Linked DNA regions of Oncorhynchus mykiss: region 2 is linked to region 1. Evidence: chromatin contacts called from public Hi-C data. All regions are on one chromosome and are shown on one strand. Each heading gives the region's core, a stretch centred on a gene start, on an enhancer-like site or on the middle of the called end of the contact. The rest is flanking DNA. Distances are from core to core; before and after follow the strand shown. Region 1 overlaps camk2d1 (calcium/calmodulin-dependent protein kinase type II delta chain). Region 2 holds the start of camk2d1 (calcium/calmodulin-dependent protein kinase type II delta chain).

Region 1 (4,938 bases), core at 1,104-3,603:
AATCATGGAAATTGTCAGGGGTGCATATATATACGATCATATTTACATAAGTATTCAGACCCTTTACTCAGTACTTTGCTGAAACGCCTAGAGTCTTCTTGGGTATGACGCTACACACTTGGCACGCCGGTATTTGGGGAGCTTCTCTGCGATCCTCAAATTCTGTCAGGTTGGATGGGGAGTGTTGCTGCACAGCTATTTTCAGGTCCCTCCAGAGATGTTCGATCGTGTTCAGGTCCGGGCTCTGGCTGGGCCACTCAAGGATATTGAGACTTGTCCCAAAGCCATTCCTGTGTTGTCTTGGCTGTGTGTTTAGGGTCATTGTCCGGTTGGAAGGTGAACCTTCGCCCCCAGTCAGAGGTCCTGAGCTCTCTGGAGCAGGTTTTCATCAAGCATCGCTCTTTAATTTGCTCCGTTCATCTTTCCCTTGATCCTGACTAGCCCCCCTATCCCTGCCACTGAAAAACATCCCCACAGCATGTTGCTCTCACCACCATGATTCACTGTAGCGAGGGTACAGGTTTCCTCCAGACGTGACCCTTGGAAATTCAGGCCAAAGAGTTCAATCTTGGTTTCATCAGATCAGAGAATCTTGTTTCTCATGGTCTGAGTCCTTTAGGTGCCTTTTGCCAAACTCCAAGCGGGCTGTCATGTGTCTTCCGTCTGGCCACTTTACCATAAAGGCCTGATGCCTGGAGTGCTGCAGAGGTGGTTGTCCTTCTGGAAGGTTCTCCCATCTCCACAGAGGAACTCTGGAGCTCTGACAGAGTGACCATTGGGTTCTTGGTCACTTCCCTGACCAAGGCACTTCTCCCCTGATTGCTCAATTTGGCTGGGTAGCCAGCTCTAGGAAGAGTCTTGATTTTTCCAAACTTGTTCCATTTAAGAATGATGGTTCTTGGGGACCTTCAATGCTGCAGAAATGTTTTGGTACCCTTCCCGAAATCTGTGCCTCGACATAATCCTGTCTCGGAGCTCTACAGACAATTCCTTCGACCTCATGGCTTGGTTTTTCTCTGACATGCACTGTCAACTGTGGGAACTTATGCAGACAGCTGTGTGCCTTTCCAAATCATGTCCAATCAATTGAATTTAACACAGGTGGACTCCAATGAAGTTGTAGAAACATCTCAAGGATGGTCAATGGAAACCAGATGCATCTGAGCTCAATTTCACATCTCATAGCAAAGGTTCTGAATACTTATATAAATAAGGTATTTCTGTTTGCAAAAAAAAAATTCAAAAAACGTTTTTGCTTTGTCATGATGGGGTTGTGTGTGTAGATTGATGAGGAAAACAAGTTATTTAATCCATTTCAAAATAAGGCTGTAACATAACAAAATGTGGAAAAAGTGAAACGGTGAATACCTTCCGAATGCACTGTATGTAGAATGGTGAGAATCGCAATAAATATAGTTTCGGCACCTAAGTATCGTAAACTCAGCAAAAAAAGAAACGTCCTCTCACTGTCAACTGTGTTTATTTTCAGCAAACTCAACATGTGTAATTATTTATACGAACATAAGTTAAGTTTCAACAACCGAGACATGTGACTAACAGAAATTGAATATTGTGTCCCTGAGCAAAGGGGTTGTCAAAAACAGTCAGTGTTTGGTGTGGCCACCAGCTGCATTAAGTACTGCAGTGCACATCCTCCTCATGGACTGCACCAGATTTGCCAGTTCTTGCTGTGAGATGTCTCTTTGCAGCATGTCTAAGGCACGTTCTTTTGGTGTTTTTCAGAGTCAGTAGAAAGGCCTCTATAGTGTCCTAAGTTTTCATAACTGTGACCTTAATTGCCTACCGTCTGTAAGCTGTTAGTGTCTTAACAACTTTTCCACAGGTGCATGTTCATTAATTGTTTATGGTTCATTGAACAAGCATGGGAAACGCTGTTTAATCCCTTTACATTGAAGATTTGTGAAGTTGTTTGAATTTTTACAAATGATCTTTGAAAGACGGGGTCCTGAAAAAGGGCTGTTTCTTTTTTTGCTGAGTTTATATGTGTCAGGATAATATTGAAATGGCCAGGTCCCTGGCAATTCCCAGCCCTACCTGTTAGTGGGGCATATTCATTTGTAAGCACACTGTACATGTAGTAATTGCTAGATAAATGAATAATTTTATTCTATTTCCTCCATGTGTGTCCCCAGACGCTCTCCAGGCAGGACGTGGGAATAGCTAACACAGATGTGCTCCGTAGATTGCCTCCTCTCTTAGGTTCTGTTCACCAGTACCATCTTCTCTTCATCGGCTTCCTTTCTGTCAGTTGTCTTTTCTCCTCACCGCTCCCTTCCGGGTGAATTTACATAATCATCCAAAGAACAGAAGGGTTCATCGCAATTACCATTGGTTCAGAGCTGGCCAAGCTTGCAAAGATAGATAAGATATGTTCACGAGCTTACACACTTGGTCTGTGAGCAATGTTTTGCATTGTCACTGTTGTTTTGAATATTTTGTAAATGTGTATGTTTGTTCAGAGGTGTCAACGCAGAGTTTTGAGGCATCGCTCAACTCATGCCCCCAAGGATATTTACATGATTCATATTTATGGAAATCTAAGTGGGCAGCTCCAAAGGTGGCCCCAAAGGCAATGAAGACGTGCACACTGGTGCAGCCGTCCAGGCTGTTTGTGTCCCTGCTCTACACCCAGCCCTCTCCTCTTCCCCTGATGTTCCTCTGCACAGGAGTCTCTAGAACTTAAACACTCCTTATTTATTCCTACCAGTAGACAGCACTTTATTTTCCAGTTCTGTTTCCACTGGTATTTACTGTGTGTGGGTGTGTGTACAAGGAAAGGGTGTTGTAGTTTTTAAAAAACATTTTTGCATTGTTTTCTCACCCTCCAGTCAAATTATGTGATGGGCTTGTAAATTACTCTTAACAGTCTAATCTTCTCATAGACTCTGATGTAGTGAAGAAATTGGAATATACCACTGCTCCGCACGGGTATTTTAAATAGACCAAACGCCTTTCTCCTCCTTTAAGGATTCCAAGGTTAATCCGTTGGCTGATCAAGTGTGTTTATTTCCAATGGCAGCATGCCAAAACGAACCTTATATGTTCCACAGATGTCAAAGTGGGCTGGAAATCCCCGTCTCGCTCTGAGTAGTTCCTGAAACTCTGGGCCCTAGTTAAAGCCAATTAATGCCCCCGGAGTTTTCCCTTGGTGAGGTCATCTGGACAGTGAACAACTCAGGGCTGTATTTAGAGGGGACACAGTAAAGTATGTATTGGCTTCGAGGTCTGTTTGCCTGGCTCCTTATGATGCATCACAGTTAGTTTGAACGCTAGCCTTTTGATCTGAGTGATTTGATTAGTGTTCCTTCCATATAGCTCTCTCCCCAGCAACAATGTCTGTGCTTCTTCATATGCTACTGCATGTTACATCCATATTTCACCATTTTTTTGACGCACATCGATATCACTCCAGAAGAAAAACTTTACGTCTACTCTCCCTCGCTCTTTCGAACAGTCCATCCAGCTCAATGCCCATTACTTCCACTATCTTTCCATCTCTCTCTATCACTCCCTTGTGCATTGGCAGCAGTTTTGGCGGTGTTTAATTTGGCAGCTGGAGGGGGAAATCGGTGCCAATTTATTTAAAATGCTGCATTTAATTTGACTAAGGGCTGTTAAAAAAAAAAGGGTGCCGCTCTTAGGCAGCTGAGATTAGTGAATTGCGGGGATGAAAGCTTTTCTTTCCTTTTACCCAAATAAACCTGGCCAGAAGAATGACGAGACAAATGAGGCAAATTACATTGACCGTGAATAAAGGTAAAACACATATAATTATGTTACATACACCTGCCTTTATATTTTTAATGCATTACTACGAACAAACTGAAAGCATTGCTAGAATCCATTGGACGTTTTGACTGTGGTGTGTTGCACTCTGAACACAATCCATGTACAACAGTCTGGTGTCGTTCCAGTGCCAAGAGTGGTTACAGGAAACATTCCCATCTCCTGTGTTGCCCAGTTCCTTGGAATAACACTTACGATTCGGGACATTTAGCTCACTGGAACACAAAGGAATGCATTCCAATCTAATATGTCAACTACATGTTTTATTCGAACACCGTTGGAGGGGTGTCTAATGCTTTTCTAATGATCAGAATGCACAAGCATATTTGCTGTTTTGTCCAAATCGTGACATCTTTTGGTGTCTCGTTTCTCTCCTTGAAAGATGCCTGAAAGGCAGATTTGCATAGCTGACTGCACCCTCGTTCTCCGGGTCTCCCGCTGTTTTCCTGAACTTCTAGCATGGAATTATCACGTCTCCTATTCCCCTTTCTTCCAGGGTGACTGGTGGGGAGCTGTTTGAGGACATCGTAGCCAGAGAGTACTACAGCGAAGCAGACGCCAGGTCAGACTCGCACAGACTCACTTAACAGCAACTAATGTTACTGGTCTAGTCAAACACATGTCAGTGGATGTAAAAAAAATGTATATAAAAAAACACATTAGAGTTCACTTAGTTGTACACAATAGACTTAGTGGATTTTTCATCATTAGAGTTTAAAGATGACACAAGTTACTGCCTCAACATAACACATTATGCGTGTGAAAAGTACTTGTGTGTTACTGCATACATCCTCTTTCTCTTTGTTACTGTAATTTAGTAATAGAGTTGATGATATCTGTATTATATCTGTGTGCGTTGTCTGGCATGTATCTTATGGAGATACTCTTCTGTCGTCTGTTTTTCTGTTGCTCTCCTGTCACGAGGCTGCCGTCTGCGGATCTATTTCCCCCTGTATAGCGCACGCCATTAACCACACAAAGACCTGAGTTTGAGGTCATATCATTTTGATATGGATAGTTTCTACTCATTCCAAAAAGCAATGTTCCGTTTAAAGTAAGACTGTTAAAAGATTCAGTCCTTTTGTCATTCCTGATATTGAAAGTCAATTAGCGTCCTTGTGACCGAAATAG
Region 2 (4,938 bases), core at 1,393-3,892, 70 kb before region 1:
AAGATCATTAGACAAGCTAGCTACTCTAACTTGATTGATCGCCTGACATATCTTCTTGGCAGCTAGTTATGAGGTTGGGAACCTATCTGGGTTAGCTAGCCAACTTCATAAATTTGCTACAGATGTAGGATCTTAATTTGATCACCCTGTTGCAAGTTAACTTGTAGTGTATTTGTGTTTTAAAAAGGTTTCTGACATTTTTTTTAATTTCCACTTTGAAATTACAGACTTGACTTTCCCTTACAAAAAATTTCCCTTACAAAAAATTATTTTCCTGCTGTAGTAAACTGGCTTAAATAAAAACAAAACAATTTCAGGACATCTGTGGGGGGTACGTGCCCCTGTGCCCCCTAAGGGCATGACGCCTCTGTTGGAGGTGCTTGTACCCAATGGAACCTTTGTGCGTGATGCACGCTGATACAACATCTTGCACAATCAACATGTGTTTCAATTCTCGTATTAACAGGATTTTGTATCTAAAAACGTTAATTCATTCATTAATTCATTCATTCACAAGAGCTAAAAACAACTTCAGTGATAAAAAATGTTCCGACACCCTATTGGTTCCTGGATTAGAGTAGCCTAGACTAGATTATTGGCTAAAAGCGGTTCATGTGATATACACCCAATTAACAGCAGGTGCAAAGTAAACCTCATCATGCTCAACCACGCTCTCCTGGTTTAATTTGTCCAAAAGGCTTCAGAGAGATGACGTTCAGGAGCTTGCAGGGATTTGTAGTCTTGCAGGATGTCTACTTTGTTTCATTTTTTTACCCCATTTTTCAGGATATCCAATTCCGATCTTTTCTTTTCGCTGCAACTCCTCAACGGGCTCGGGAGAGGCTAAAGTTGAGTCTTGCATCCTCAGAAACATGACCTGCCAAACCGCGCTTCTTAACACCTGCCCACTTAACCTGGAAGCCAGCTGCACCAATGTGTCGGAGGAAACACTGTTCAACTGACGACCAAAGTCAGCCTGCAGGCGCCCGGCGTGCGACAAGGAGTCACTAGAGCACGATGAGCCAAGTAAAGCCCCCCCGGCCAAATCCTCCGCTAACCCGGACGACGCTGGGCCAATTATGGGACTCCCAGTCACGACCGGTTGTGACACAGCCTGGGATCGAACCCGGGTCTATAGTGACGCCTCAAGCACTGCCATATGCAGTGCCTTAGACCGCTGCACCACTCAGAAGGCCTCATGATGTCTATTTTGATGCTAATTAGCATTTTTGAATCTGAGAGTAAATAGAGCTGAATGTATTGATAAGTCACCTTGTCTGAGAAAGATTTACATGGTTATCAAAATGTCACACCAAGGGTAAACCTACACGAAACAATCTCCTATGGGAAAATTTATGTTGGGGGGAAAAAACGATTGGAACCATTTCCCTGTTTGACTACTAGGTTTTATGGGTATTATGACACCTTCACTGTGGGGCTATATAAGGTAGGGGTGTCAAACTCATTCCACGGAGGGTCTAGTGTCTGCAGGTTTTGGTTTGTCCTTCAGCCAAGCGTAGGCTGAAGTGGTATCAAGCTCGCCGCCAATGGACTCTGGAGCAGTGGAAACGCATTCTCAGGAATGATTAATCACGCTTCACCATCTGGCAGTCCGACGGACAAATCTGGGTTTGGCGGATGCCAGGAGAACTCTACCTGCTCAAGTGCATATTGCCAACTGTAAATTTTGGTGGAGGAGGAATAATGGTCTGGGGCTGTTTTTCATGGATCGGGCTAAGCCCCTTCGTTATAGTGAAGGGAAATCTTAACACGACAGCATACAATTCATTTTTTGATGATTCTGTGCTTCCAATTTTGTGGCAACCGTTTGGGGAAGCCTCCCGATTTAGCACAGTGGTCTAAGGCACTAGCTGTGCCAATAGAGATCCTGGTTCGAGTCCAGGCTCTGTCGCAGCCAGCTGTGACCGAGAGACCCATGAGGCGGCACACAATTGGCCCAGCATCGTCCGGGTTAGGGGAGGGTTTGGCCGGCAGGGATGTCCTTGTCCCATTGCGCTCTAGCGACTCCTGTGGCGGACCGGTTGCATGCACAATGACACGGTCGCCAGGTGTACAATGTTTCCTCTGACACATTGGTGTGGCTGGCTTCTGGGTTAAGCGGGCGTTGTGTCAAGAAGCAAGGTGGCTTGGTTGGGTCGTGTTTGTTTCAGAGGACACATGGCTCTCGACCTTCTCTTCTCCCGAGTCCGTAAGGGAGTTGCAGTGATGAGACAAGACTAACTTCCAGTTGGATACCATGAAATTGGGGAGAAAAAGGGGTATAAATAAATAAATAAAAATTATATATAGGGGAAAGGCTTTTTCCTGTTTCAGCATGACAATGTCCCCGTCAGCATGACAATGTCCCCGTGCTCAAAGCGAGGTTCATACAGAAATGGTTTGTCAAGATCGGTGTGGAAGAACTTGACTGGCCTGCACAGAGTTCTGACCTCAAACACCTTTTGGGATTAATTGGAATGCAGACTACGAGCAAGGACTAATCACCCAACATCAGTGCCCGACCTCACTAATGCTCTTGTGGCTGAATGGAAGCAAGTCCACACAGCAATGTTCCAACATCTAGTGGAAAGCAGCAGAGGGGGACCATATCAGTTCCCATGGTTTTGGAATGAGAATGAGTTTTGGAATGAGATGTTCGATGGACAGGTGTCCACATACCTTTGGTCATGTAGTGTCTATAGGCCTCTGTACCCTCCGTGGGGGTCCGTGGTTACAGCTAGGGGGAGGCGTTGTACAGTGGTCACACAACCAGGAAGAGCTTGATAGAAAAAGTCTCGCAGCCTAAGTGAAGTGTCAGTAGCCAGGCACAGAGAACAGCAGGTCTCGACGTCCCTGACAACCCCTAAACTCGTGCCAATAACTATTATTGGATTCGGAAACGGAGCGGGAAGAGTAAATGTATTTGAATTTTAAAGCTTATTTTGTGAATTTGGTTTATCGTTTGAGCTAGAATATTGTCAATTTGAAACAGCAGAGAAACTCGAGTGGCTTTTGAGGTTTACAGTCCCAACCTACTAGAGACAGTCTTCCCTATCCTTTGCCATGGCTTCGACAACCTGTACCAGATTTACCGACGAGTATAATCTCTACGAAGAGCTGGGAAAGTAAGTATTACAATGTTTTTTAAAACATTTTTTAAGCCATCTTGATTGCGTTATGTTTAAGTACTGACGCTCTAAACGATTGGTTCTTAATAAGATTACCTGTTACCTGCGTGGTGCACAGAAACGGCGCTTACTGTATTTACATGTTGTCTTTAAATAATTATCCTAAACCTGTCCTCTTTAAAAGCGTTTTTTTTTTAAAATATATTTTTAATTCGGTTTAATGTTTACGTAGTATTTCAATAGGTCTTGGCAAGTCCCCGCCCTTTTAGTGGAGTAACCATTGTAGTAAGGGCGTTGAAATTCCCAAGTGGTGCGTTTTCGTTTATAAAGGGTAGCGCCTCCAAGTTTATCGAAAAACCTTTCTTCAGAAGCAATGTCATCCTCAGCTCTCAGCTAAATGAAAGTGCCCATGTAAATGTGACCTATTGATCCGCTCTTTATTATTATTGCCCAATGCCCACGTGTCATTATGCTTGTTCTTGCAGTTATTGGCAACACATTGATATTAATGATGGTGTATTGTAGGTCCAAGGGTCACCGTTTTAAATTGGTAACAGCCCTCTATCTCTGTGTGACTGAGAAGATGCCCTTGGCATTACTGACTGTAGACTGCCCTACTGTACCAGCACAGGGCGCCTTTGCGGGGGTGGGGACAATAATTATGTCACTCGCACTTTCTCTGTCTTCAGTGCTATTTTCAGCGACGTGTCAAGAAGTGGTGCGAGGCTCCAGTGCTTGTAGTCTATTTCTCTTTCTTTGGCATTACATGTGCTGGACTATATGCAAACCTCTCAAATTTGACTAGTTACCCAGGGATCCACGGGGCACCTTTTTTTTTGTCTCACCTGTTTAAAACGATAGAAACAAATGTTTTGATTTGTCACCACTGCCTTTTTATGTCTCAATAAATGACCATTTTAAAGTCAAGTCAATCAGCTCCATTGTTTGAGTACTCATCTGTTTTTATGTTTTCCTAAAGGGGAGCTTTCTCCATAGTGAAAAGATGCATGAGGATCTCCAGCGGACAGGAGTATGCTGCCAAAATCATCAACACAAAGAAGCTATCTGCTCGGGGTAGGATCCTCTACCATGTCTTTGCAGTTTCTGTTGACAACAACTGAATATCCCAACAACTCCCTGTTATGTCAAAAGTTTTCAGTGAGATGCACAGGTGGTGGCTTTTGCCTGGTATTTATCTTCAAATGACACGGGAACATGGTACACAAGTGGTATGCAAGCGTTTCCCAAAAACGTTGTCCTTGGGACACCAAGGGATGCACTTTTTATTAAATTTTTTACACTGATTCAAATGATCAAAGCTTGATGATTAGTTTATTATTTTAATCAATTATGTAGTGCTAGGGCGAAAACCAAAACGTGCACCCCTTGGGGTCCCGAGGACCGAGTTTAGGAAGCCCTTGTGGTATGCAGTTCCAGAGAAGGATCCATTGTTGCCACATATTGCTCAGTAAATACCAGAGCTGGAACCAAGTCGCACTCATTTGAGTCACAAGGTCGGAGTCTCAAGTCAAGTCCCAAGTAGAACGGGTCAAGTCTCGAGTCAAGTCCAAGTCGTACATTATAAAAGCAAGTCGTAACCTGTCCTATCAAAACACACAGGTAGAGAGCAAGACTGCACAGCCTCCCCTTGAGAAACCAAATCAGACCTTTCTAACAGGATTACAAACGGGTACATATAAGCAATTGGCCACTCGCAGGACCATACAAGTAACCAGTTGGCAAATACAACCACTAAACTGGTTCGACAATGTTTTTTTTTTTTAAAGGCAATTTCCACAGCCATTGTTAC

The links. Hi-C and Micro-C count contacts between places; a contact is called where the count stands out from the background.
Region 2: a Hi-C map of blood shows a contact between it and region 1, with 11 times the contacts expected there. The contact joins the promoter of camk2d1 here to the enhancer-like site in region 1. A contact is called at or near these places in 3 of 3 Hi-C or Micro-C datasets (blood and liver).

What each region holds. Positions count from the first base shown.
Region 1 is chr9:28,211,341-28,216,278 of USDA_OmykA_1.1, reverse strand. It overlaps camk2d1 (calcium/calmodulin-dependent protein kinase type II delta chain), which reads left to right. Exons shown (of 20, transcript XM_036987760.1): 5 at 4,304-4,369. Among protein-coding and RNA genes, the nearest start is that of camk2d1, 70 kb to the left of the region's middle. Within about 2 kb of position 2,353, at least 2 of the 11 cell types and tissues checked have an H3K27ac peak or open chromatin away from gene starts, as enhancers often do.
Region 2 is chr9:28,281,164-28,286,101 of USDA_OmykA_1.1, reverse strand. camk2d1 (calcium/calmodulin-dependent protein kinase type II delta chain) reads left to right here and starts at 2,642. Exons shown (of 20, transcript XM_036987760.1): 1 at 2,642-3,125; 2 at 4,108-4,202. The coding sequence starts at 3,064.